Regions from separate parts of the Mus musculus genome. Here regions 2, 3, 4, 5, 6 and 7 are each linked to region 1. A link is a contact called in public HiCAR-type, HiChIP or PLAC-seq, Micro-C and promoter capture Hi-C data. All regions are on one chromosome and are shown on one strand. Each heading gives the region's core, a stretch centred on a gene start, on an enhancer-like site or on the middle of the called end of the contact. The rest is flanking DNA. Distances are from core to core; before and after follow the strand shown. Region 1 holds the start of Prickle1 (prickle planar cell polarity protein 1). Region 2 overlaps Gm30665 (a long non-coding RNA gene). Region 3 has its middle 12 kb from the start of Gm30609. Region 4 holds the start of Gxylt1 (glucoside xylosyltransferase 1). Region 5 has its middle 63 kb from the start of Gm30665. Region 6 has its middle 63 kb from the start of Gm30609. Region 7 has its middle 42 kb from the start of Gm30609.

What was found. Promoter capture Hi-C pulls out the DNA fragments that hold promoters and counts their contacts. A called contact is a pair of places that touch in the nucleus more often than the background predicts. HiCAR-type assays count read pairs that join an accessible place to other places. HiChIP or PLAC-seq counts read pairs in DNA pulled down with a chosen protein or histone mark.
Region 2: a HiCAR-type map of Th17 cells shows a contact between it and region 1, with 6 times the contacts expected there. The contact joins the enhancer-like site here to the promoter of Prickle1 in region 1. A contact is called at or near these places in 12 of 39 promoter capture datasets (the 3T3-L1 cell line, 3T3-L1-derived adipocytes, the HPC-7 cell line and 8 more), 1 of 15 datasets of contacts at CTCF or cohesin (the NIH/3T3 cell line), 5 of 484 Hi-C or Micro-C datasets (the C2C12 cell line, Th1 cells, cerebral cortex and 2 more) and 11 of 115 datasets of contacts at active chromatin or transcription factors (the SCID.adh cell line, SST interneurons, Th17 cells and 8 more).
Region 3: an H3K4me3 HiChIP or PLAC-seq map of the SCID.adh cell line shows a contact between it and region 1, with 10 read pairs. The contact joins the enhancer-like site here to the promoter of Prickle1 in region 1. A contact is called at or near these places in 10 of 39 promoter capture datasets (the HPC-7 cell line, cranial neural crest, embryonic stem cells and 5 more), 3 of 484 Hi-C or Micro-C datasets (cranial neural crest, nephron progenitors and uterus) and 11 of 115 datasets of contacts at active chromatin or transcription factors (the SCID.adh cell line, craniofacial prominence, differentiating embryonic stem cells and 8 more).
Region 4: a contact with region 1 is called in a Micro-C map of embryonic stem cells, with 5 times the contacts expected there. The contact joins the promoter of Gxylt1 here to the promoter of Prickle1 in region 1. A contact is called at or near these places in 4 of 39 promoter capture datasets (the 3T3-L1 cell line, hippocampal neurons and liver), 16 of 484 Hi-C or Micro-C datasets (CD8 T cells, LSK cells, astrocytes and 10 more), 5 of 115 datasets of contacts at active chromatin or transcription factors (astrocytes, embryonic forebrain, embryonic stem cells and 2 more) and 3 of 9 other capture datasets (adipose tissue, liver and pancreatic islet).
Region 5: a promoter capture Hi-C map of hippocampal neurons shows a contact between it and region 1, with 9 times the contacts expected there. The contact joins the enhancer-like site here to the promoter of Prickle1 in region 1. A contact is called at or near these places in 15 of 39 promoter capture datasets (the 3T3-L1 cell line, 3T3-L1-derived adipocytes, the HPC-7 cell line and 9 more), 1 of 15 datasets of contacts at CTCF or cohesin (the NIH/3T3 cell line), 2 of 484 Hi-C or Micro-C datasets (cerebral cortex and palatal mesenchyme), 10 of 115 datasets of contacts at active chromatin or transcription factors (the NIH/3T3 cell line, the SCID.adh cell line, SST interneurons and 7 more) and 1 of 9 other capture datasets (embryonic stem cells).
Region 6: a contact with region 1 is called in an H3K27ac HiChIP or PLAC-seq map of the NIH/3T3 cell line, with 6 times the contacts expected there. The contact joins the enhancer-like site here to the promoter of Prickle1 in region 1. A contact is called at or near these places in 11 of 39 promoter capture datasets (the 3T3-L1 cell line, 3T3-L1-derived adipocytes, cranial neural crest and 6 more), 9 of 484 Hi-C or Micro-C datasets (adipose-derived mesenchymal stem cells, cerebellar granule neurons, cerebral cortex and 4 more) and 13 of 115 datasets of contacts at active chromatin or transcription factors (the NIH/3T3 cell line, the SCID.adh cell line, VIP interneurons and 10 more).
Region 7: an H3K4me3 HiChIP or PLAC-seq map of the SCID.adh cell line shows a contact between it and region 1, with 15 read pairs. The contact joins the enhancer-like site here to the promoter of Prickle1 in region 1. A contact is called at or near these places in 14 of 39 promoter capture datasets (the 3T3-L1 cell line, 3T3-L1-derived adipocytes, the HPC-7 cell line and 9 more), 1 of 15 datasets of contacts at CTCF or cohesin (the NIH/3T3 cell line), 9 of 484 Hi-C or Micro-C datasets (the G1E-ER4 cell line, cerebral cortex, cortical neurons and 4 more), 17 of 115 datasets of contacts at active chromatin or transcription factors (the SCID.adh cell line, T-cell acute lymphoblastic leukemia, astrocytes and 12 more) and 1 of 9 other capture datasets (embryonic stem cells).

The regions. Positions count from the first base shown.
Region 1 is chr15:93,594,188-93,597,390 of GRCm38.p6, reverse strand. It overlaps Prickle1 (prickle planar cell polarity protein 1), which reads left to right and starts at 1,489. Exons shown (of 8, transcript NM_001033217.5): 1 at 1,489-1,697.
Region 2 is chr15:94,088,045-94,091,370 of GRCm38.p6, reverse strand. The region is part of intron 2 of Gm30665 (a long non-coding RNA gene); the gene reads left to right. Among named protein-coding and RNA genes, the nearest start is that of Gm30665, 18 kb to the left of the region's middle. Within about 2 kb of position 1,325, at least 22 of the 459 cell types and tissues checked have an H3K27ac peak or open chromatin away from gene starts, as enhancers often do. A contact at or near this core is called in the SCID.adh cell line, Th1 cells and Th17 cells, where this site is marked.
Region 3 is chr15:93,949,265-93,952,483 of GRCm38.p6, reverse strand. No RefSeq gene overlaps it. Among named protein-coding and RNA genes, the nearest start is that of Gm30609, 12 kb to the left of the region's middle. Within about 2 kb of position 1,858, at least 21 of the 459 cell types and tissues checked have an H3K27ac peak or open chromatin away from gene starts, as enhancers often do. A contact at or near this core is called in the SCID.adh cell line, where this site is marked.
Region 4 is chr15:93,273,736-93,276,692 of GRCm38.p6, reverse strand. Gxylt1 (glucoside xylosyltransferase 1) reads left to right here and starts at 1,514. Exons shown (of 7, transcript NM_001357006.1): 1 at 1,514-1,817. The coding sequence starts at 1,612.
Region 5 is chr15:94,043,848-94,047,002 of GRCm38.p6, reverse strand. No RefSeq gene overlaps it. Among named protein-coding and RNA genes, the nearest start is that of Gm30665, 63 kb to the left of the region's middle. Within about 2 kb of position 1,567, at least 23 of the 459 cell types and tissues checked have an H3K27ac peak or open chromatin away from gene starts, as enhancers often do. A contact at or near this core is called in cerebral cortex and hippocampal neurons, where this site is marked.
Region 6 is chr15:94,024,498-94,027,792 of GRCm38.p6, reverse strand. No RefSeq gene overlaps it. Among named protein-coding and RNA genes, the nearest start is that of Gm30609, 63 kb to the right of the region's middle. Within about 2 kb of position 2,037, at least 59 of the 459 cell types and tissues checked have an H3K27ac peak or open chromatin away from gene starts, as enhancers often do. A contact at or near this core is called in 3T3-L1-derived adipocytes, the NIH/3T3 cell line, craniofacial prominence and 3 more, where this site is marked.
Region 7 is chr15:94,003,734-94,006,632 of GRCm38.p6, reverse strand. No RefSeq gene overlaps it. Among named protein-coding and RNA genes, the nearest start is that of Gm30609, 42 kb to the right of the region's middle. Within about 2 kb of position 1,627, at least 21 of the 459 cell types and tissues checked have an H3K27ac peak or open chromatin away from gene starts, as enhancers often do. A contact at or near this core is called in the SCID.adh cell line, embryonic limb bud, neural tube and 1 more, where this site is marked.

The DNA.
Region 1 (3,203 bases), core at 240-2,739:
CTATGTCTAGACATGAAATGAGTCAATTTTTTGCCGGTTTTCTCCGGCAGAAAGGTTAGTTAGTATCTCCATGCTTATAGCTTAAAAGAAGTATTTGTACGGACAAGATGAAGAGATACAACTTTAAAGGCCAAGGCCAAGGAAATGCTGAGGAGCGAAAAGGCTTGGGTCACGAGGGAGAGGGTTTCAATAGCAGCAGCCTGTGCCAGTCAGTAGCATCCAGGATGTTAACCGACTGAGGAGTAAGAGGTGAGGAAAACAGACTCTAGCTTTGGAGCTCCCTCGTTTGACTTTAGTTATCGTCACTTTACATCTTCGTAATCCATTGGCTTCATTTTTAACGAAGCTCTCTTTGCTTCGCCACCAAAGAAATGGAAAATGCTTGCTACCAGAGAAAGTCCTAAAATGGTCGGTCAGCTTTGGTTATCCTCAAAGAGATACAAATCCATCAATCAAGGTCATCCTCTCTACTCGCAACACTCAAAGCCTTCTCGTCCTGGAGGATGCTTCTTTCAGCATCTTGGAAGGTTTAGAAGACATAGGGAGGTCCACAAAGGTCCAGCTTTGTAGGGACACATGTCAAGTTGTCATTACCAGCTGCAGTGGGCTCTGCCCTCTGAGATATGGGATCATAGTGTCCATTCCACAGATCCGGGAGTAGAGAAGGTAAGAGGATAAGGTTTAAGGGGCCCTGCAAATGTCAGGGCAGAACTTTGAAACAGCCAGAGTCCCTGTTGACCGTGGGCGACTGAGCCTGACAGCCCAGCCCAGCCCAGCCCTGGGAACCGGGTACAGTGAAAACACGGAGAGTGGCTTGGTCAATGAAAAATTATCCTCATGGTGGAATGAAGGCTTTGGACCCTGCATCTAGTGCACCCTGCTAACTTGGTCCTGGCCCCAGACACCGCGGTCCTCGAGGGTCCTCAGCTGTAACCCTCAGGCTTTTTCCTTGAAACGATCACTTTGGCCTTCCTGATCTGAAATCTCACCCCTTGGCTGTGGAGCTGACTTAAGTAAGGCCAGTCTGGGGAATTACACAAAATAGGATCGAGTCCAGGTGGGTTTATCAGAGGCGAGAGCTCCGGAAGGAATTCAGAGTTTAATTAACTCGTGCCCTCTGTACACGCCCCCAAAGGAAAGGGAACCCTAATAGGGACCCCATCAAAGTGTTTGATCAGAGGAAATTGGGTTCGCCTTTTCCTCTCCTTCACCTTTCCTATCTGGCAATCAATCCATCTGGATTATTGGCTGAACCTGGGCAACAGCATTAAAAAGGGCACAGAATCGGAGGCGGGGCGGGGCGGAGACTGGCGGGCCTGCAGACCGCAGCCCGGCCGGTGCTGCCTCGCGGGAGGGATCGCGGCCCCGCACTGTGCGCGTGGGCGCGCAGAGCCGCCTGGATCCCCTGCGTCCGCGCTCCGGGATTTCGCTGGCGCCGGCGCGACGGCCGGGGGCGGGTGCTCTGCAGCGGCCGGGACTGGAGCGCGCACTCCGCCTGCAGCCGAGCAGCGGCCCGGGAGCCGCCACCACCTTGCAAGCCCCGCGCCGCCTGCGCTGACCTGGACCGCGCGGCCGCAGCGCTACGGGCCCGGCTGCGGACGCTCCCGGGGCTGCGCACGCGGGAGCGCGCCTGACGCGGAGGACCGCAGCTCTCAACGCCACCGCCGAGGACCGCGCGGCCGCCTCTCGCGCGTGGGGTGAGTGGCGAGGGGCGCCGCGGCTCGGGCCGCGTTGTCACGGCGCGGGGTGGGACGTCCGGCGGTTTGGGAGCGCGGGGACCGCACGAGAAGAGCTGCTGGGCTGTGGCTGCCTAGAGGCTGGGCACACGGCCCCCTCGTGCTGCGTGGCAGCCAGGTTCCCCCTGCGCCGAGGCCAGCTGCATGGCCCGGAGCCCGGCCACGCGAGATCGGGGAGGCGAGGGTGAGTGGCTGAGGATCGCCTGTCACCTACTGGCGTCGGCGGGGAGACTAGGCGCCTAGCGTGCCCGGGAAGGGCTGCCTGCCCTGGAGAGGCAGCCGCAGCCTGCCCTCGGTGGAGACCCCTGCTCTGCACGCAGCTCGCCCGTGGGAGAGGAGGGGAGCCGCGACGTCCTCCCTTCTGGCAGAAAAAGTTGAAGAAACTAGGTCTGTTAATAATTAGCAGGAGCGGGACTCGGGATGCAGCAGAAAGCTGTTGAGTTTTCATTGCCCTCTAAGAAAAACAAACGGCATCGCCAACGACTATTGGCAGGGCCGTGTTATTTTTGGGACTTTGGGAAAATTGTCCACAGATTGCGTTCGGGAGACTGAAGACGGGGGGTGTACCCGGGAGGTCGTGGGGACGGCTGGCACAGCTTTGAGTCCCAGCCCGCCCCTGTAGGACTCAGAGTCTTAAGCCTGACGCACTTGGTTCCTGGTTTTAAAACGTGTCAGAGGCAGAACTGCAGCCAGGATCAAGGAGAAGAACGCACCGCGAACCGGCCTAAAAGGAGCATGTGTAAAAATCGCTGGCGGAGCCCAAGTGCACTTGTGCTGTTTAAAAAAAAAAAAAAAAAAAAAAAAAAAAAAAAAAAAAAAAAAAAAAAAAAAGAATGTTGCATTTGTGGCTTTTAGGGTAGGTTTTATGAATGACAAATTATACTTGATGAAATTGTATCTCCTATCTGTCCCTGAACAGTTCTGTCTGCCGCCTGGTTTTAATCAGCGCTTTGGGAAGGCAGTGTCTGCGCTGATGTTATATAATTGACATGGTTCGCCATCAGATATTTTTAATGTACTTTCGGACGAAAGAAACTTCATCTGTCTCTTCAGACAGGCTCAAGGTGTAGACAGAGTGAGGGCTGCAAAGGTTTGCCCTCCTCTAGCTCCAGATGTGTGAGCTCAGCTGTTGCCTGTCACTTAGGTGACAACTGGCCTTTTTCTGACTAAGCCTTTGCTGTCGCCATTATCCTCAGTAAAGTATCAGTGTTCGGAGGCCTTCTATTACCAAGAGTGGGACCGGGCCCCTTGGGAGGTGTCAGCCGTGTTTGACCATCCCTAACAATATGTCTGTTTTTAGAATAGAAAGGGGGGGAGGACCAAAAAAAACCCTGACAGCAAGATAGATACACTTTTAGATTAAGACCAACCTAATCTAAAAATTCTGTTTTAATCAAGACAGCTCCGTAAGGATGACGCAATGTTTGTCAAGCCTTTCTCCCTAGAACAATATTTACTCCCACCAGG
Region 2 (3,326 bases), core at 76-2,575, 490 kb before region 1:
GCTAGAAGCCATAATACATGCAAAGGTCCTGTGAGACTTTATTAAAATGCTATGACAAAACATGACGCTGCCGCTGAGTGTTTTGTGTTGGCCACTGATGGGCATGGGTGGTTAAACCTTAACAGTGCTTTGTGTCTCTAGTGAGAATCCTTTAAAAGAAACTAATTTTTCAGTTGTGAGTGATTATCGATTGGATATAGAGTCTGGGTTAGGGAGGGGCCTGCATTTACCTTTCCCTTTCAGTTGTAGGACCCACGCAGGTCCTGTGCATGCTGCCACAGTCTCTGTGAGGTCACACATGGAACTGTCTTGCCATGTTTAGAGGGCCTACTTTCCTTAACGTTCTCCAACCCCTCTGGTTCTTACATGCTTTTAGCCTTCTAGTCTGCAGGGTTCCCTGAGCCCTGAAGGGAGGGTTCAGATGGAAACATCCCATTTGGGACTGAGTGTTCCAAGGACTCTCACTCACTGCACATTGTGTGGCTGTGGGTCTCCGTCTTTGTTTTTTTTTTTATCTACTGCAGGAGGAAGCTTCTCTGATGATGATAACCGAGCAAGGCCCTGATCTATGAGTATAGCAAGAAGGTCAGTAAAGCACAAAATGTTCTCTCCTTGCCGTTTGTTTCCTACCTTGCAAACATCTTTACCTCAGATAGGCACGCTGGAAATGTCACCAAGTTCTCTGAAATTAATCATGTCTTCACATTTGAAGAAGACAAACCAATGCTTGACTGAGTCACAGTTGACATTCGGGACTTCAAAAACATCCTCCAGTAAATATTAAATTTCTGGAAACAAAATGAACTTAAAAACTTAACTTTGGTGGAAACAGGTTCCTTGTAGTGAGGAATAGTTCCTGGAAGAACTCCTTTGAGGTAGGCTTCCTGTCCACCACAGTTGCAGAATTATTCGACTTTTCCTTGACCAAGATTTTGTTGGAGTCAGATAATGTGTCAAAAATTGAAGGCCTCTTGAGGCAGAGCAGTATGAAGGCACACACACACACACACACACACACACACACACACACACACACACACACACTTCTGACTGAATTGCTCTGCTTGGCTTCATGCTAACTTTGGCAATATGTTCTAATTTTCTGGCTCATTCTCTGGATCATTCTGTCTTCACCTGTGTCTAGCTTGTTCTCTCTAGCACCTGTCTTTGTAAAACTGTCCCACTAAGACTGCCATACTACCACACACCTGTTGTGGGAAATATTAAAAACAAACCGGCATGTTTCTGCTGGCAACTCTCTGCTCCAGCACCTGGCCAGCTATGCACTGTCAGGCAAAAGCCATCCTGTTTTTATCTTGTGGAGACTCTGACTCAGAACTCCACGTCTCTCCACCCAGCTCACTAGGTTCCCACTGACGGGTCGTTACCATGCCAACCCCGTGCTTCAAATCCCCCATGGCCTTTGTGGTGCACATCTGGCAAACCCACGCTTTGCTGCTATACCTTTCTCTCTTGAACCCAGATGAGCCACCTTGTGTAGGAAAACACAACACAAACCTAATTCAGAAACAGTGATAACTCAATCTCTGGGTGCAGCAACTAAAACCTAATCTTGTAAGCCTTATTAAAATCTGATTCCTCCTGTGGCAAATCCTTGCTGATCTGCCATGATACTGAGAAACTCTAGCAGCTACATCTTACCCCTCTGCTGTTCCATTCCAAAAAGGGCCTAACTCCCTCCTGTGTCCTCTCTTCCTCCCTCCAACCCAGAAGTCCCGCCCATTCACCCAGTGATTGGCTCCTTTATTCATTAGGTGATTGGTTCACAAGAACAGCCAGGCCCATCCACAACATAAACCCACATCCACACACCCACATCCACACACTCACATTCACACACTCACATCCACACACTCACATTCACACACTCACATTCACACACTCACATTCACACACTCACATTCACACACTCACATTCACACACTCACATCCACACACTCACATTCACACACTCACATTCACACACTCACATTCACACACTCACATCCACACACTCACATTCACACACTCACATTCACACACCCACATCCACACACTCACATTCACACACTCACATCCACACACTCACATTCACACACTCACATTCACACACTCACATTCACACACTCACATCCACACACTCACATTCACACACTCACATTCACACACCCACATCCACACACTCACATTCACACACTCACATTCACACACCCACATCCACACACTCACATTCACACACCCACATCCACACACTCACATTCACACACTCACATTCACACACCCACATCCACACACTCACATTCACACACTCACATCCACACACCCACATCCACACACTCACATTCACACACCCACATCCACACACTCACATCCACACACTCACATCCACACACTCACATTCACACACTCACATTCACACACCCACATCCACACACTCACATTCACACACTCACATTCACACACCCACATCCACACACTCACATTCACACACTCACATTCACACACCCACATCCACACACTCACATTCACACACTCACATTCACACACCCACATCCACACACTCACATTCACACACTCACATTCACACACCCACATCCACACACTCACATTCACACACCCACATCCACACACTCACATTCACACACTCACATTCACACACCCACATCCACACACTCACATCCACACACTCACATTCACACACTCACATTCACACACTCACATTCACACACCCACATCCACACACTCACATTCACACACCCACATCCACACACTCACATTCACACACTCACATTCACACACCCACATCCACACACTCACATCCACACACTCACATCCACACACCCACATCCACACACTCACATCCACACACTCACATCCACACACCCACATCCACACACTCACATTCACATACCCACACATGCACTCTCCCTGTACTGCTCTTAAGTAGCCTCTCCTGTGCTGTTCTTGTGTGAGTTGGACAAATCCTATCTCTGACTCATTTTGTCAAATCTTTCTCTTCTTCTTCACTTTGTCTACCCCTCAATTAGATATCACTTTCAAACATGTCTGCTTCCTTCTACAAACTAACCTTAAACTTCATTGTTAGGGATTAAAAGCATGTATTAAGGACATGTCTGTATTCTTGCCAGATCATACTATAGTACAGGGTGTGTCTACATTCTGGCTGGGTCATATAGACTTAGTTCTTTGCCAGAGCAGTCATGTTGCTGGATTAAATTTCTCCTACAGACTGTCATTTTAAACACAGATTCTAGGACGTTGTCTGTTCCATTTGCAAGTCTGAGTGTATAAAACATACACTGCTA
Region 3 (3,219 bases), core at 609-3,108, 350 kb before region 1:
AAGACTGCCCTTCCATTTATCCCTATAATCTGTGCTTGGTGTGAGTTTTGGAACCTCAGAAACAACCTACAGATTACGTCAATAATGAGATATAATGTCCTAAAAAGTGAGATAATTATATGGCATCTTATAATATGACTAAGTTGTTTACATTTTTAATCAAAGTATTTCAGCCTTATGTTTAACCAAAATAGAGATTTGAGAAATAGGGTTTTTTTCATAGCTTGTCAGTCTATTTTTAATTTTTAATAAATCACCCCATGATTAACCAGGTAGTCTCTTCATTAACTGCACCTCATAGATTTCTTCAGAGACCATAATTGCATCCTAGATTAACATTCAGAACACCTGCTTCTCTGGGTTTTCACGATATCAGTCCTGAGTCCTTTGACATACAGAGCTGCAATCATTGAGAATTTTTGTAGTTTTAGAGAAGTGTTCCCTGCTCTATCTTTCTAGCTGGGCATCATCTGCTGTGTATGACATGAGTTTTGTTTACTGAAGCTGTGGTCCAACATCTTTCACCTTGGGTTAGCAATTTAGGAAAATGAGATACATGGCCCAAAATCCCAGCATCTGAGGAACTCCTGTGTCCTGCTCTCAGCTTCTATGGCTTACACCAAACTATGATCATTTTCGGAAACAAAAAGAATGGCTCTGAGATTCTTCCTAACGTCACCAGTCGGCAAAATGCATCAACATTCAAACGAAGGAATGAATAGATATAATTAAATTTTTATTTTAATTCAATACAATTTTTCATCCATGAATTTTGTGCGCATACCCTAACTATTCACCCAGAGCTGAGGAAAAGGCAGGAAAAAAAATGTAATAAACTGTTCCCTCTGTCCCTTCACATTTCTGCTGTGTTACTCTTAATGGCCATAGGATAAGTTCAAAACCAAAGCATCAAAACGTGATAGTTTTGCATGATAGTTGGGAAACATACATGGTGTTGTATTGAATGAAACCTAATTTTTTTAACTCTGTGGACATATTGTGGTCAGACTGGAAGTGCAACACCCAAGCCTTGGTGACGTTGGACAAGTTTGATGGGCACAGTGGTGTAGCCAACACTATGTCACCTAAGGCGCCAATGTCAGTGCTCCTGTCAGTAGGCCTCACTGTAAGCTTCCCAGCTCCTCGGCAGCACTGAAGAGTCATTCCTTCTCTATAAATAATCATGTGCATTTATTAGACTTACTAGTCCCCTATACCCCCACCAGGACTCCAATATTTTTGACGCAATTTTTTATCATATATTTCAGTAAAGATTTGCCTGTTGCACCTTACAGTTGATGACTTAGAATATTTTACTGGGCTTGCTTTAAAACAGGGACCATTCCATCAGTATAGTTAAAGGGAAAGGCTTCAAATTCCGATGTGCCAGGTGCAACAGCAAAGTAATTCAACACTGGAGTGATAACCAAGTGAGAAACTCTACTTGTCTGTAGCTAGGGATCTAAAAAGTTCAATTTCTATTATATGGGCTTCTGTTTTCCTAGTTAACATTCACTATCAACTTGATGCAAACCAGAGTCGAGTGAGAAGGAAACCTCAATTGAACAAATGCCCAGATCAGACTGACTTGTGAGCATATCCATGGAGGGCTGTCTTGTTTGTTAATTGGTGTAGGAGAGCCCAGCCCACTGTGGGCAGCACCATTCCTTAGACTTTGGTTCTGGGCTCTATAAAAATAGGTAACTAAGCCTCAGCCTGAGACTGAGCTAGCTAGCCTTCCTCTCTTGTTCCTGCTTCCAAATGTCTGCTCATGTCCTTGCTCTGACTTCTCTCAATAGTGACTATAACCTAGATGGTTAAGCGAAGCAAATCCTATGCTCTTCTAAACTGCTTTTGGTTAGAGGCAGTTTTGGTTTTGGTTTTGGTTTCAGCAGAAAAGAAACTAGAAAGCTGGATACTTAAATTCTGTCTTAGAAAATGCCTGGCAAGGTCTACTATCACAGAAAGGGGCAAGGCTACACTCATCACCTGGCTTGGATTTCTCTGCTCACAGAAGAAGGTGCTAAATGGAATACCTCTTTTTTTTCCTACCCAAACTCACTTCTCAAGTATGAGTATCATCAAGGCATATTTAATCTTTTTCATTTTCTATGACTAATCCTGTGTCCCTTTGGCCCACCTGATAAAAGTTGTACTCAATTTTTGATTAGAAAACAAACCACATCTTCTCTCAGGGCATGAATCCCGGTAGTCATTCATGAAGAGGCTTTGTAAGGTTATCCTCAGAGCAGCATTATGGGTGTTTGTCACAGTGAATTCCTCACAGGGCTCAGGCCATACATGGCAAGGCCAACATTGACTTTTAGGGGAGGTAATCTGCCACAAAGCTTATTAGAGCTACTTTTAAAGCAATTTTAGAAAATATCTCCCCCCCCCCAATTTAAGATCAATGGGAGTCATACATAATCAAGAACAGCTGTGAGCCATGGAGATTCTGACAGAAGATCCATGCTAAGCATCACATAAGCAGATCAAAAAAGAACACTGAGAGGATCTGCCCCTTCTTTTATAGATGGATAAATGGGTAAATGGATGAGGAGTTGTGCTCCGCTGAGGGGACCATGTGATGGTTTAATCCCTAAGGAACACCCTAAAGACTGGTCTTCTGATTTTCCATCTCCCATTGGCCCTCCCCAAAGAAGAGTCCAACGACTTTAGTCGCTGTGGAACACAGTTCACAACACGTGACAAAGGAAAGTGTTAGCTACACTTCGAGCGTTCTGGAATGAAAACAGCCTACCTGGCTTAGTAGTCAGCTCAAGTCACTGATCTATACCCAAGAGTTGACAATACTGAGTCCATCAGTCACTAAGCACGACTGGTGACAAATGTCCTTGTTGCTTTGGAAAATCAGAAAGGAAAAAAGGTACAAACCACTGTTTCTTACACTTCAATCTGTTCCTATAAAATGTAATAAACTTGACACAAGAAATAATATGTGTCTAGGACATAGCTCCCCTCCCCCTAGAAAAAACAACCTAGCAGCTGTTGCTGAAACAACAGTCTCTCTGACCGTCACCTTGCCTCAGAGTCATTTTCAAGGAAGGAACTAACTAGGTTAAGTTAGAAGCAGCCACTAACCACTGCCCAATAGGGAGTAAAGGTTTGCCTTGCCTTAGTGAATACAATGAAATAACTGAGAGGATTTTAATCAACTGGGGAGGCATACAATGAGACAGGTTAGGATGAAGGGGTAAA
Region 4 (2,957 bases), core at 265-2,764, 320 kb after region 1:
TCATCTTCCTTCCTTCCTTAAAAACCTTCAAGCAGATCAAGTTCAAACTTCCAAGAGTTTCCAAGAGTAACTGCTATCCCTCTCTGCAGTCTTAACCACTCCCCGAGTCCTTTCTTGCGGACTCATCCTGGCATCGCGCTTCTCAGTCTCCTGAATACGAGAGCCGCTTTCATTGCTCGCTCAGTCTAGAATTCCTTCTCTTAAGAGGGCCACCCTCGCTCAGGAATACTCTGCTATACTAACTGGAAGGTACAAGCGACTCACTTTGGGGCGTGTCCACACCCGGTGGCTATCCTGTCTTTGTACAACAGCCTTCTTCAAAAGGGAATAAGAGCTTTTGCACCAGATGTGAATGGCGTGTGTATTGCCTGGGAACATGGATTCGGGTTGGGTGGAATAACACGTTCCAATACAGAATAAAGTCAGAAGTTAAGGCAGTTTCCAGATACCGGTTGGACCATCAGATTGATTATAGCAAACAGGAAAAACTGACAGGTGTCAGATCTCATCTAATGACATTTTAAGCTTTCAGAATGGTGGAAACCATTGATTCGATGAGGTTGCTTTAAAGGTTTTGAGCCAAAAGTATGTTGGGTATGACACGATTGGTCAACGAAAGCCTATTAAGGGACTAAGAATAATCATAGAGTTTAAGCTTTGTTAAATCGTCCACAGGTCTCCCGTACCAAAGTCCCCGAGCTGCACATTCTCAATATCTGCCTTCCTCCCCGTCCCTAGGTCCCTACGAGGCTTCAGCGTGACCCAGCTCAAGGCGTGGAGTGTGGCGGGAAGGAAGGGAGGCCGGGTTTGGAGAGGACCAGTTTTGCTTTGGGTATGCAAATGATTTGTCAGCAACGTCTAATAAGGCTGCCTTCCCAGCCTTGTGTGGATGGGCAAGCAAAGCACCATTGCACTACCGCCGCCTTACGACATCCCACGAAGCACAGATGTTTTAGACCCGACGCTGAGGTCCGTGAGGAGCAGGATGGGTCGAGGAAGAGTTAGCAAGTGCGGTAACCACGGTTTCTTTTTAGTCAACGCAGCGATGCCTGAGAATTCAAGTTGCCCAGCGCCACAAACTGCGCAAAGAAAAATCGCAGATTTAGGGCAAGGGCCTACAGCCCTGCTTCTTTCGCTACACTTGTCCACAGCTCAGAGCCGGGCAATCTGTAAAGAGGAACCAGCATCCATCTCAAGGCTCGGCGTGAAGGCCGGGAGAGCGCCAGCGCTCAGCTCCGCTTCCGGGTGCGCTGCGGAGGCGGAGCCTTGGCCGGGCGTTGGGGCGTGGCCCGGAGGCGGGACAATACCAGGCAGGGGCTGTGGTTTGAAACAGAGGCGGGGCCTGCGCCGGATGTGGGAGGGGCTGTGAGCGGGGCGGGGCATGGCAGGGCTAGGGGCGTGTCGTGTGGGGTGCTGGGCTTGGGCGGCATGGGACCGAGTGGGACCTGGCGGGGATTCGGGCGGAGGGGCGGAGCGGGGAGGGGCGGGAACCAGGCTGGTCACGCTGCGGCTGCGCGTTGCGATTCTTCGTAGTTCGCCCGGGCGGGCGCGGCGGCGGCGGCGGTGACGGCGGTGACGGCGGCAGCGGCGGTGGCGGCAGCGCGGGCCGGGATGCGGCGCTACCTGCGGGTCGTAGGGCTGTGCCTGGCCTGCGGCTTCTGCTCGCTGCTGTACGCCTTCAGCCAGCTCGCGGTGTCCTTGGAGGAAGGAGCTGCCGGGGGCCGCAGGCCGCAGGCCGCGGTAGTTTCCTGGCTGGCGGACGGTGGACGCGGCACGGGGAGAGGCGCGGGCAGCGCGGGCCCGGGCCGGACGGGCAGGTATGAGCCGCATTGCCGGGAGTGGAGGTCTGGGAGGGCCGGACGCGCCGCTCCATCACCGAGCACTGGCTGGCTGGCTTCAGATTCAGTGTTAGACCAGTTAGAAATTGAATCGCTTTGCAACTTTCTGAAAGGTTCGTTGGAAGTAAGTGGTGTCCCACAAAATCCTAATTACACTGCGGCTAGTGGGATTCCCTCCTGTTTCCATGGAGTCGAAGCTGAGTAATTTGAGAATCAGGCTGGCGCCCTAGTTGAGCCCTCCACCTCCCAGGTGTCTAAATTTTCCGCCTAAATCTTAGCTTTTTATCAGTAGCCGTAGCTAAAGAAATCTGGATGTGGCATAAAGCGAGCTGTGAATTTTTATTTTGAAAATATTCGTTTTTTTGGAAACGTAAAGGAAGTTCAGAAACATGAGTGATACTTAATATGCTTATATCTATGGGAGGAGTAAGGTATGAAGAAATCACTTTAAAAAAAAAGAAATGAATATTTATAACACAGCATAATGAGTTGGTGGATTTGCATAAGTCACTGCCACGGTTAGAATCATGAAATTTAAATGGAAAACTGTTTGGGCAGTTTACTTAATTCGCACTGCCTCCTTGGTGGATTCCTGTGTTTGGGCAGTTCTGAGACCAACTAATTGGAGAGTGGAAGACAGGAATTGTAAAAAGAGTACATCCACTTTGAGCTGTTGTCTATGTAGCATCTGAGAGTTGATGGTCTTTTCCAGCGGGAAGCGGGTAAAAGAGAAGCTAGCATGGAGATAGTGAGCTCTTGGTTTATGGTTTGATTGTAGTCAGAGAAATGTGGGGTATAGGTGTGCTCTCAGGTTCCACTGCCTACAACCTACACCCCCAGACCCCCAGTAGGATTTGCCGAGGAGAGCGGAGGCAGGAGGACCATGAGTTCGAGGCCAGCCTGGGCTACACATTTAAAAGCCTGGCGGTGGTGGTGCATGTCTTTAATTTCAGCACTCGGGAAGCAGAAATAGGCAGATCTCTGAGTTCGAGGCCAGCCTGGTCCGCAGAGCAATGTCCAGGATATCCGGGGCTCTACAGAGGAGCCCTGTCTCAAAAAACAAAACAAAACAAAACAAAACAAAAGTATTAATTGCCCAGAATTACATAAGAAGTATTT
Region 5 (3,155 bases), core at 318-2,817, 450 kb before region 1:
GAAATTGAAATTTGGAGATGGAACAAGAGCTAGAAGAAACCCACACAGGCATCTGGACCCACAGGTTTTTAACGTGCAGTTCCTCCAGTGACTCTCAAAGCCCAAGAGAAAGAAAGAATTCCTTATGTGATTTCCCTTGGTCTCTTTCTACTACATAATCTCTTCCCCATAAACCCAAAACTGACATTACAACCATGTGTTCTTAAGCTAGGACATTTCACCCACATTCCAAAGACTTAACATTTATTTAAACAAAGCTTTTAGGTTTATTCAGTTGCTTGCTTGCTTGTTTGTTTAATTAATTATTTATTTATTTCAAGTGTATTACCTGTATATATGTATGCCATGTGCCTACCTGGTACCCACAGAGGTCAGACGAGGTCATCGGAACCCTTGGAACTAGAGTTATGGATGGTTGTGAGTCATCTTGTGGGAGCTGTAAACTAAACCCAGGCCCTCTAAATTAAACCAACACTCACAACCTCGGAGCCATCTCTGTGGTCCCTGCCGTAACCATTTCTTATCTTCGCTTGACTAAAATGTTTTACAATTCACATCGCCAGACTTACAAACCAACTTCAGTAGGAGCTCTGAGAGTTTTGCAGGCAGCCACCTACAGATGCAAAGTGCTGCCTATCTCTGTGAACACGCCAATTCTACATCTCCATGAGGTGTAAATTATGTGCCAAGAAAGAGTCAGGATTTGTGTGGCCAAATGTCTTTATGCTGGTTATGCTTGCTCTTGTTATTATGTGATTAGATTTAATATGAAGATAGACTGATGAGCACGATGGAGAGAAATCTGTTCTTTTTCTGACTACTAAGTTGAGTCCTTCAGAGAGTCTAAACAGTATAGAGTGTAGAGACTTTCAATGAACTTAGTAATCATTCACACCTGTCATTCAGTAAATATTTGTTGAGTATTTTCAAGCCACCCTTGACCTAAGACAGTGAGAAAACAAAGAAGAATCAAGCAACACCTCTCTTCTCCTTTTGCTGATTATCCCTTAAGTGAGACAAGCAAGTGACTGGGAGAGCAAATGCTTTCTTACAGACAATCCACGGGTGACATGCTCCCACATGATAGGCACATAGAATCTTGAGGGTTACGAAGTGGCTGGAGAGGTGCTTCAGTGGTTAAGAGCACTTACTGCTCTTGCAGGGGACCAGGGCTTAGTTCCCTGCATCCTCAAAGGCAACTCACAACTACCTGCAACTCCCAATTCCAGGGAATCTGATGGAGTTTTCAAGATCTCTTCAGGCACCAGGCATGCACACGGTGCTCAGGCATGCGTGAGGGCACTCACACATATACATAAAATAAAAATCCTTATTTAAGAAAAGAGAAGGGCTTAAGAATTGGAAAAAAACTTACTTGGTCATTGTGAAAGAGCTAGAAGGAATGACGTCAACAAATGTGTGCAGGAGTGAGCCTGAGATACTCTAGGATCTTAAATAACTGAGAAAGATAAGGGCGACGGAACTCGTCATCAAGGCACGAGGCAGAGTAAAGCCGTCCTCACCGAAGTGATGAGTCAGCAAGTCGTTCACCGTGATAATGAAACCAATATTGAAAGATTGCACCAGAGAAGTGGCATTGTTGCTATGGCTAACTATGACAGTCTGGTTCAGCAGCCTTTGCAACAGATTCGTGGGAGGGACTTGGAAAATGTTTGGAGACGTGGGATGGATCAGCTGTGTGGGCAGCAAGCTGAGTTTAAAGGGGAATTTGGATGTGAGCTGAGAGGATCAGCATCCTGCAAGAATGAGCGGCGGTACGGGCTGGACAGGGGCGGGAGCAGGAGCAGGAAGCTTAGACGGGAGCTGGCTAGAATCCAGCTGTGTAACACTCTGTGGAAAGGGCCTCCTATGTTTTGTCCCTGCCCTGAAAATTTTGGGCCGAAGTTTAAAGATGATGGACTGATCCATTGTGTAGAGGTGATTTCCAGGCATCCCAACATTCAAACTGTGGCATAGGTACTGGGAATAAAATGTAGAGAGGGAGGATCCAAAACACATATGGCTCAGGAGAGGAGCAAGTGGAAGGTTGTACAGGAGGAAGGTGTGCCTTAATATTCACGCCTTTAAAAGGAAAGGGGATGCTATACTAGGACTGATTCCTGGGGCATCTCGGGAGTCGGTTACACTGCCCCTCTTCCATCACAGCTCCAAGATATGAAATTATAAACTCATTTAAAAGGCTTTAATTTCGTGAAGAGAGAGACCCTGTGGTGTCCTTGCTCACCTAGGGAAGAGTCTATAGACGTTCAGCCACCCACATGCCACAGGCTACTGTAGACAAGGTTCAAGGGGGAATACAAGCTGATGGTGGGGCAGAATTTCAAAATAGGAAAGTGTTCATAGATATGACTGGATATAAAGAAGTGCCTCACTTCAGTGATTAGCATGGTAAGCACCTCCCACCAGTAGCAAAAGATGAACTCCCATGTATTTATCAACTGCTGGACCCTTTCTCTTCCCTAGCTTAACAGCTGCAATTTTCTAGGAACCTCACCCGATACTCCAATGAGAATCAAGTCCTAAACCATTTGGGCAACAATAGAAGCCCTGGGGCTTAGTTTTTTACCAGGTATGTAATTCAGTTCCAGGAACCTCCTGAGCCACCCTATCATCTCCATTATCAGAGAGCAGCAAGACAGAGAGAGGTTGAGGAGGGTAAGGTCTCCAGAAACCTGGTAGGCAGTGGAATGACAGAGAGCTTCCCCACATGCTACACACCAGGACCCTCAGCATGTAGATCCCCTCCCTCAGGGAACCCTACCCTCCCTCGTTCGCTCTGGAGACAATTTCTTTCTTAATCGATTTAATAAAATAGCTGATTCTGTTTCATACTGGCTATGTCTGATACTCTTTTCTGCATCAAAGCCAGAAGTTCCAGTTGAGCCTGAGCCCAGGCCTCTAAAGAAGTAAAGGAACTCACCCAGTGGCTGAGAATGGCGGTGTGGAGCTGTGTTTCAGTTTTCTCAGCACTGACTGTGGCAGGCACTGATTTCCCTACATGAAACTGCCTTTTCCGTGTACAACGAATGCAAGAGTCAAGGTACCATGTAATTTGGCTTCTCCCCAAATTAAAAAAGGTTATCCTAAGATAACAAGATAATAGATCGGGGTCAACATATCTATAATCAAGCCCC
Region 6 (3,295 bases), core at 788-3,287, 430 kb before region 1:
GCATGTATCCTATTGCATTGTAATACCCAGTTTCTCTGATTGCAACACTCGAAGCACCTCCATCAATGAATAAAACCCTTTGCTGAGTGACTGATCTTGGGAAAGAATAATAGCGAGCCACTCTGTTGCATTATATATGTGTATCACAAGCACGCGCGCTCACACACACACACACACACACACACACAAACACACACACACACACACCACACACACACTTAAACTTTACAGCCTCCACGGACATAAAAATTGTCAGCATTCATCTGATAAAGATGAGAAAATTCATCTGGAGAAGGTCAGCGCTACAATTCCGATCTTAAGTGTCCTTCCCAGCCATACATGCTAAATGTTAGGTTTCCAGAGTGGGCCTGTTAGGAAGTCAGAGGTGCCTTTAAGGGGTGTGTCTTGATGGGATGTCTGTCAATCATTGGGAGTGTGCACTTGAGTGAGATCCCTTTGCCTAAGGCTCCTCCTCAGTCTCCTTTGGCTTCTGACCATGAGATGTGTAGTTTTGCTTAACACAGGTTCTAACCGTGATGTACATATTTGCCGCAGGCCTGAGCCTATAAGACTCACACTGATCATGGACTGGAACCTTTAAAACTTGGAGACAAAATTAATGGTTTTGGTCCTTTATTTATCAGCTGCCTCAGGTACTCTGTCACAGTGACAGAAAGCTGGCTACCTCAGCAAGTACATACTAAATGACTTGCTGCTCAGAGAAGGGCCGCCATCAGTGATCAAACTATTCACACACTGTCTCTCCGTGTTGTTAAATGCTCTTCAGTGTAAAGCAGCTACATGAGCAAGATAATAATCCAGTTCCTTTGTCTCTAGACTATATCAGGGAACAGCAGGCATTTGGTTAACATTCTCAAATCAATGAAAAGATAAATGAGTAAACGAATGTACGGATACTATACCCTTCATGGTCCATAAGAGGTGTTCTCTGAAATCTATGTAGATGCATAGACTTTAGGGAAACCTGTCATATCTTAAATAGATTAGAGTGTTTTTCTGGAAGAGAGCCTAGGTGAACACTCTTACCCAGTTTATTTTTAATCTATACTGTGTTTTTACAGCAGGCGTGTCTAAAATGAAGTATGACACCCCCCCCCCACAAAGAATGGCCCCTGGCATGCAGGCTACATATCTCTGGTGAAGTGACTTCCACGGCTCAGCCACTGCTATCTCAAAACCGTGGGCCCACCCAAGGAAAGAGACTTTGGAGTCTGTCCAAAGAAGCACAATGAAAATGATGAACGGGTTGGAAAACCGTCTTCCCAAAGAAAGGTCACAGGATCTGGGCCCACGTAGCATGGAAATATGAAAAGGCAAGCCTACCAACGTGCTGCGGGAATGTGGCAAGGCAGAGGTGAGCAGCTGGTTTTAATTCTTAGTTATGATGGTGAAAGTCCAGGATAATTAATTTCAAATGGAGCATAGAAGCTTTAGGTTAGTCCCTGTAAAGTCCTTACAACACAATAGAATTCATTAACCCGAAACGTTATGGGATTTCTGTCTTTGGAAAGGTTTTGTGAGACGAGTCAACAGCAGAGAAATGCACTTTGCCAGGCCGGGCTGGAGAGGGAATGGAAATGTGGTTAGAAAAAACAGGCGGGTCTGAGGCTTGGGCCTTCGTGTTCTTCACTTTGGAAATGAAATTATCTCCAGCAAACTTGGCTTTTAGGAAAAGCCTTATCCCCACACCCGGTCGCTCTTTATGCTTTTTCCTATCGTTTTGAAAATGCAAGATCCAAATTCTTTTAAGAAAATTATTTTGGAAGAAAGAGAAAGAAAAAAAAAAAAAGAACTTCTCAACTATTTGTTGCAATACTTTTTTTTGGCAGGGAATGTTATAGAGTCACAAGCAATTGCAGCAATGATTTATGAACAATTACTAGAGGATGACAAACCAACAATGTGAAAGAGGAGGGTGTTGGGAATTATGAAAACACTCCGGACCCACAGCGCAGCTAGTCTGCCTGTCTGCGTTCTTTATCTCTGGACAGCAGCACTGGCGTGGACCGCATGGCGGTTTATACTGCTCACGGCAGGCCCCAGGCCTCTTCTGCCTCTCCGCAGGCACAAGGCCCGCGAGCTGGGACTGACAATGCTGTTTCTCATCTTGCGGAGCCACGTGAGAACGTTAGGCTTGAGCCCTGTTTTTATTATATCGTATTACCCATGCATTGCTCTAATACAGTATTAATACGATACAGATGTATTAATGCATTGTGGCATCGCAGATATTGAAGTATAAGGGCACAGAGACTTATGTGGGAAGTCTTTTCAAGGTCTGTGGAGACTTCTTCCATGGTCCAAAAGAAAGGAATTCCCAGAGGGAAGCCCACTCACCATAGAGCGACCGCACTGTCTAGACGGCCTAAATTGGTGGTATGGGAAGAATGCTGAGAGCTCATAATTAAATCAAAGTAACCTCTACCTGCCATTTGGATCACAAGCAGAAACAAAAGTAGTATTAATTGCAAATGCCAGCAATCCAAAAATGTGATTAATTTAAAAAAAAATGCTACTTTCCCCGCAGACAGTTTTCTTCAATTCACATATCTTTTGGTAGAAAAATAAATTCAGGAAGGTTCTCCATCATACAAGGAATTCTTTGTTCCACTGGCTACTAACATTTTAAACAAACTCACCCTTCAAGATAAGGGGATCTCCTGAAAGGGCTCAGGCCTCTCGTTCTCTTCCCCATCGGTCAACTTGCCAACACTAAAGGAGGTTCTCACATTAAGAGCCAAGATGTTTGCTTCCAGAGGCGATGTGTGAAAGATTCCCCTGTGATCTGGCCTGGATAGTGTTGTGTTACATTGATTATGCTGATACTCTCAGGAGGGAGTAGAAAACAAACTCAAGTCTGGATCACTAAGTGCCCAGTTAGAGGGAGGTCTATGAAGAGCTGGACACCAGTTGTGTGGGGAAAGAGTATTTACTGAGTGTTTCCCAGAAGGAAACCTTTGCCCCTGGACACTCTGTGTGGTACTATCTTATAACTGACTCTCAAACCGAGACAAAGAGACACCAGGCATGGAGAGACACCAGGCAACTCTTAGAAAGGAAAGGGGAATGGCTTACATTTTCAGAGGTTCAATCCATTATCATTATGGCAGGAAGCATGGCAGCACACAGGTAGACACAGTGCTGGAGAGGTAGTGAGTTCTATATCCAGATCCATAGGCAGCAGGAAGAGAGAGCAACTGGCAGTTGAAATCGGAAAGCCCATCCCCAGTGGCTCACTTCCTCCAAGAAGGCCAGATCTATTCCTACAGGGCCA
Region 7 (2,899 bases), core at 378-2,877, 410 kb before region 1:
AAAGTGAAATAAACGTAGCCTCCTACAAGTACTGATCTGAGCATATGGCTCCCATCAGTTGGTGGAAACATAAATCCAGCTAGATCTATCACTTGAATTCAGTTTGTAGATAACCTCTGAGAACTTAAATATATTAGTGGCCATTTCCTCAAAAGCTCCCCCACCCCTCGTCTTGATCTTACCTTCTCAAAAAGAAGCTAGATTTAATTCACACATTTTTGTTGTCGTAATTAAATCCAGGGTATGACTATAAAGCTTTCAGATCATATATGGTCTGGGCAGAAATATTGAAAACAGACCCTCCAAACAACCAGCCATGGGGAGTAGTCGGGTAGAAAGGGAGAGAGCGTTGGTAGTTCTGAGAGGCAGGTGAAATCTAGTTACACCTAAGCTTGTTAAAGTCCCAATTTCACTTCAGTAAACCAGCCACGAAGCTCCAGCTGGTGGCCAGCTGCTCCCCAGACCTTCTCTACACCAGGGGGGGAAAGAAAAAGGCTCCATGACAAAATAAATTAAGGCCTTATAGGTTTATTTTAACCAACCTAGCTTATCTAGGTAAATTAATTAAGCAGTGCCAGACACTAAATTATCTCAATATTCAGAAAACAATCTTCCTCAATCAATGAATATACCTAGATCATTTTATAAATATCTCAATCTACTCAGATGCACCAGTATGGCAAGAACATATGGCAAGATTTACATAGCTCATTCGTGGAGAACTTGGATGTAATTCAAGGCAGATAACCTTTAAGAAACTTCATTCCCTTGGATTAAGCAATTTTTTTTTTTTTTTTTGAAAACCAGAATGTGCCTGACTTCTCGAAGTCATGTGTTGGGATGGAGACATTGAACAAAGAATTATAAGAAGGCATTACAAAATTTGTGAATGGAAAATGTTCAGAAACTAACTTTTAGCAAGATTCTAGGATTGCAACACACCCGGGCCAAGAAAGCAAATAGCCTTTTTCAAGGGAGACTCCTCTAAATTTGCATTTTTATTGTTATTTTGACCTGTGAGTTGGCTCTCTAGAGATAACAAATAGTTCCCAGACGTGTCTCACCAATCTTGATAGATGAGCTAAAGATAGAGCTGGCTGGAATCTGAGGCTGGAAAGTAGATAGTAGAAAAAAACGCAACCAGCAAGGTAACGGCATGAAAGCCTTTAATTATTCCTCCACCCCGACCCCTACCCTGACTGAAAGTGACATTCAGTCTTTGCATTGGTCTCCCAAGGCCACAAGCTCACTAGAGAGTCTTTATATTTCTAAATATAGGACATACTTTTTAAGTCGATTTAACGTTTGGCTAAAACGTTTAAAGGAAGTTCTAAGGGAAAGGTGTCAATTGGCTGGAAGCGTCTCAGTATGGAACATGCTCGCCTGTGAGCCCTTAGGGTCAGCTAGGGGAAAAAAAAAAAGAGTACTGGGTACCTTCCCTGAACTAGGATGAATGGATGCAGTCTGCTGTCCTTATAAGGCTTACAAATCAGCAGGGAGACTATTACCACACATTATGTGTGTCAGATACAGAGATGCAAGCACAGAAGGCAGGCTGGGGTACTTCAGAGGGCTGCTAATCTGGAAGGGGGAGGTGACTAGGCAGTGTTGGTTTCTGGAAGACATTATTCACATGATGAAACGCTAAGATCACCCAGGAGCTAGAGGAGAAAAATACGGTAAGCAGAATATCAAAGGCAGAAGCCATAAAGATGGCAAAACTGAGCTTGGAAGAGATGCTCCATGCATATAGGAGATTGCTAAACGAAAGAGACAAGATTCAAGAAGGAAAGAGGAGCCAGGTCAGGAAAAGACTTGCAAGCTTGTGAGCGACATACCTTACAAATTCATCGATTATAGAAACAAATGACCCCCAATTTGAGTCTCACTGTTATAGTACAGTCACTTAAGCCCACGTACCTTGACTTCCTGACTGAGGAAGCCAGTCTTGAAATCAAGTATTCCACGCTGTTGTTTTAGGGGAGAAGATGAGATGGGGGGAGAGGGTTTTACAGATTGCAGAGACTGTATTATGAATGTACGAGAATGATTACAATAAGTCAAGTAGAGCCCAGCTTACAGAGGGAAGAGTGTAAGCAAGGAAGAAGTTTGATTTAGTGACGTCTTTGGGGGATACAAGGGAAATTTCTTTTAAGTGAGCTAACTCTTATTTCAACATTCACACTCATCTTCTCTGCAGATCTCTCGTCATTACAGTAGCCAGTCCTGGGAAATCTGAGTTAGTGTTCTTCTTCTGGGGTTTCTGGCCCACTTCTCTCTTTTTGTGTCCCGTGTAAGAATCCTTTCACCTATGTGTGGCCACCATGGGATAGCAAGTCACTGGGAGGCGAAGGAAAGCCCCACTCAGGGGCAAAGCATAGGCACCCCCCCCCCCGTGTATTTTCCCATGATTTCACGGGCTCTCGGTTTTCATTCCCCTAATAAGGGTTTTCATGCTGAGGGTTAACATTTTCCAAAGCCACTGAAAAGAAATTAATTTGTGACTTGAGGTCTTGTACTACCAGAAGTAACACACGTCCTCACACAGGGACTGTGGTAGTAACATCTATATGAAGAAATTCGGCAAAGGATCTAAAATAAATCTCGTGTCTGTGAATTCTCTGAAAAATAGCTATGGATGCAAGGAGACATCTTAAGCATCCTCCGCTCAATACAAGAAGATAAGTTCCTCAAGGCAGCCCATCTGGACTTGGTGAGAACAGCTAACATCAGGATCTTTTGCACAAAGTGGGTGGCTTTGACCTTGGAAAGTGCATTTTTCTAATGTGTTCATAATAGGATAAAAAATGTATTAGTCTTTCTTCAATGATTCGATTTAAGTATTTTTTTTAATCAGTAAGTTGGAAGCAAATCTAGGGCTTACCTTAATTTCATTAAG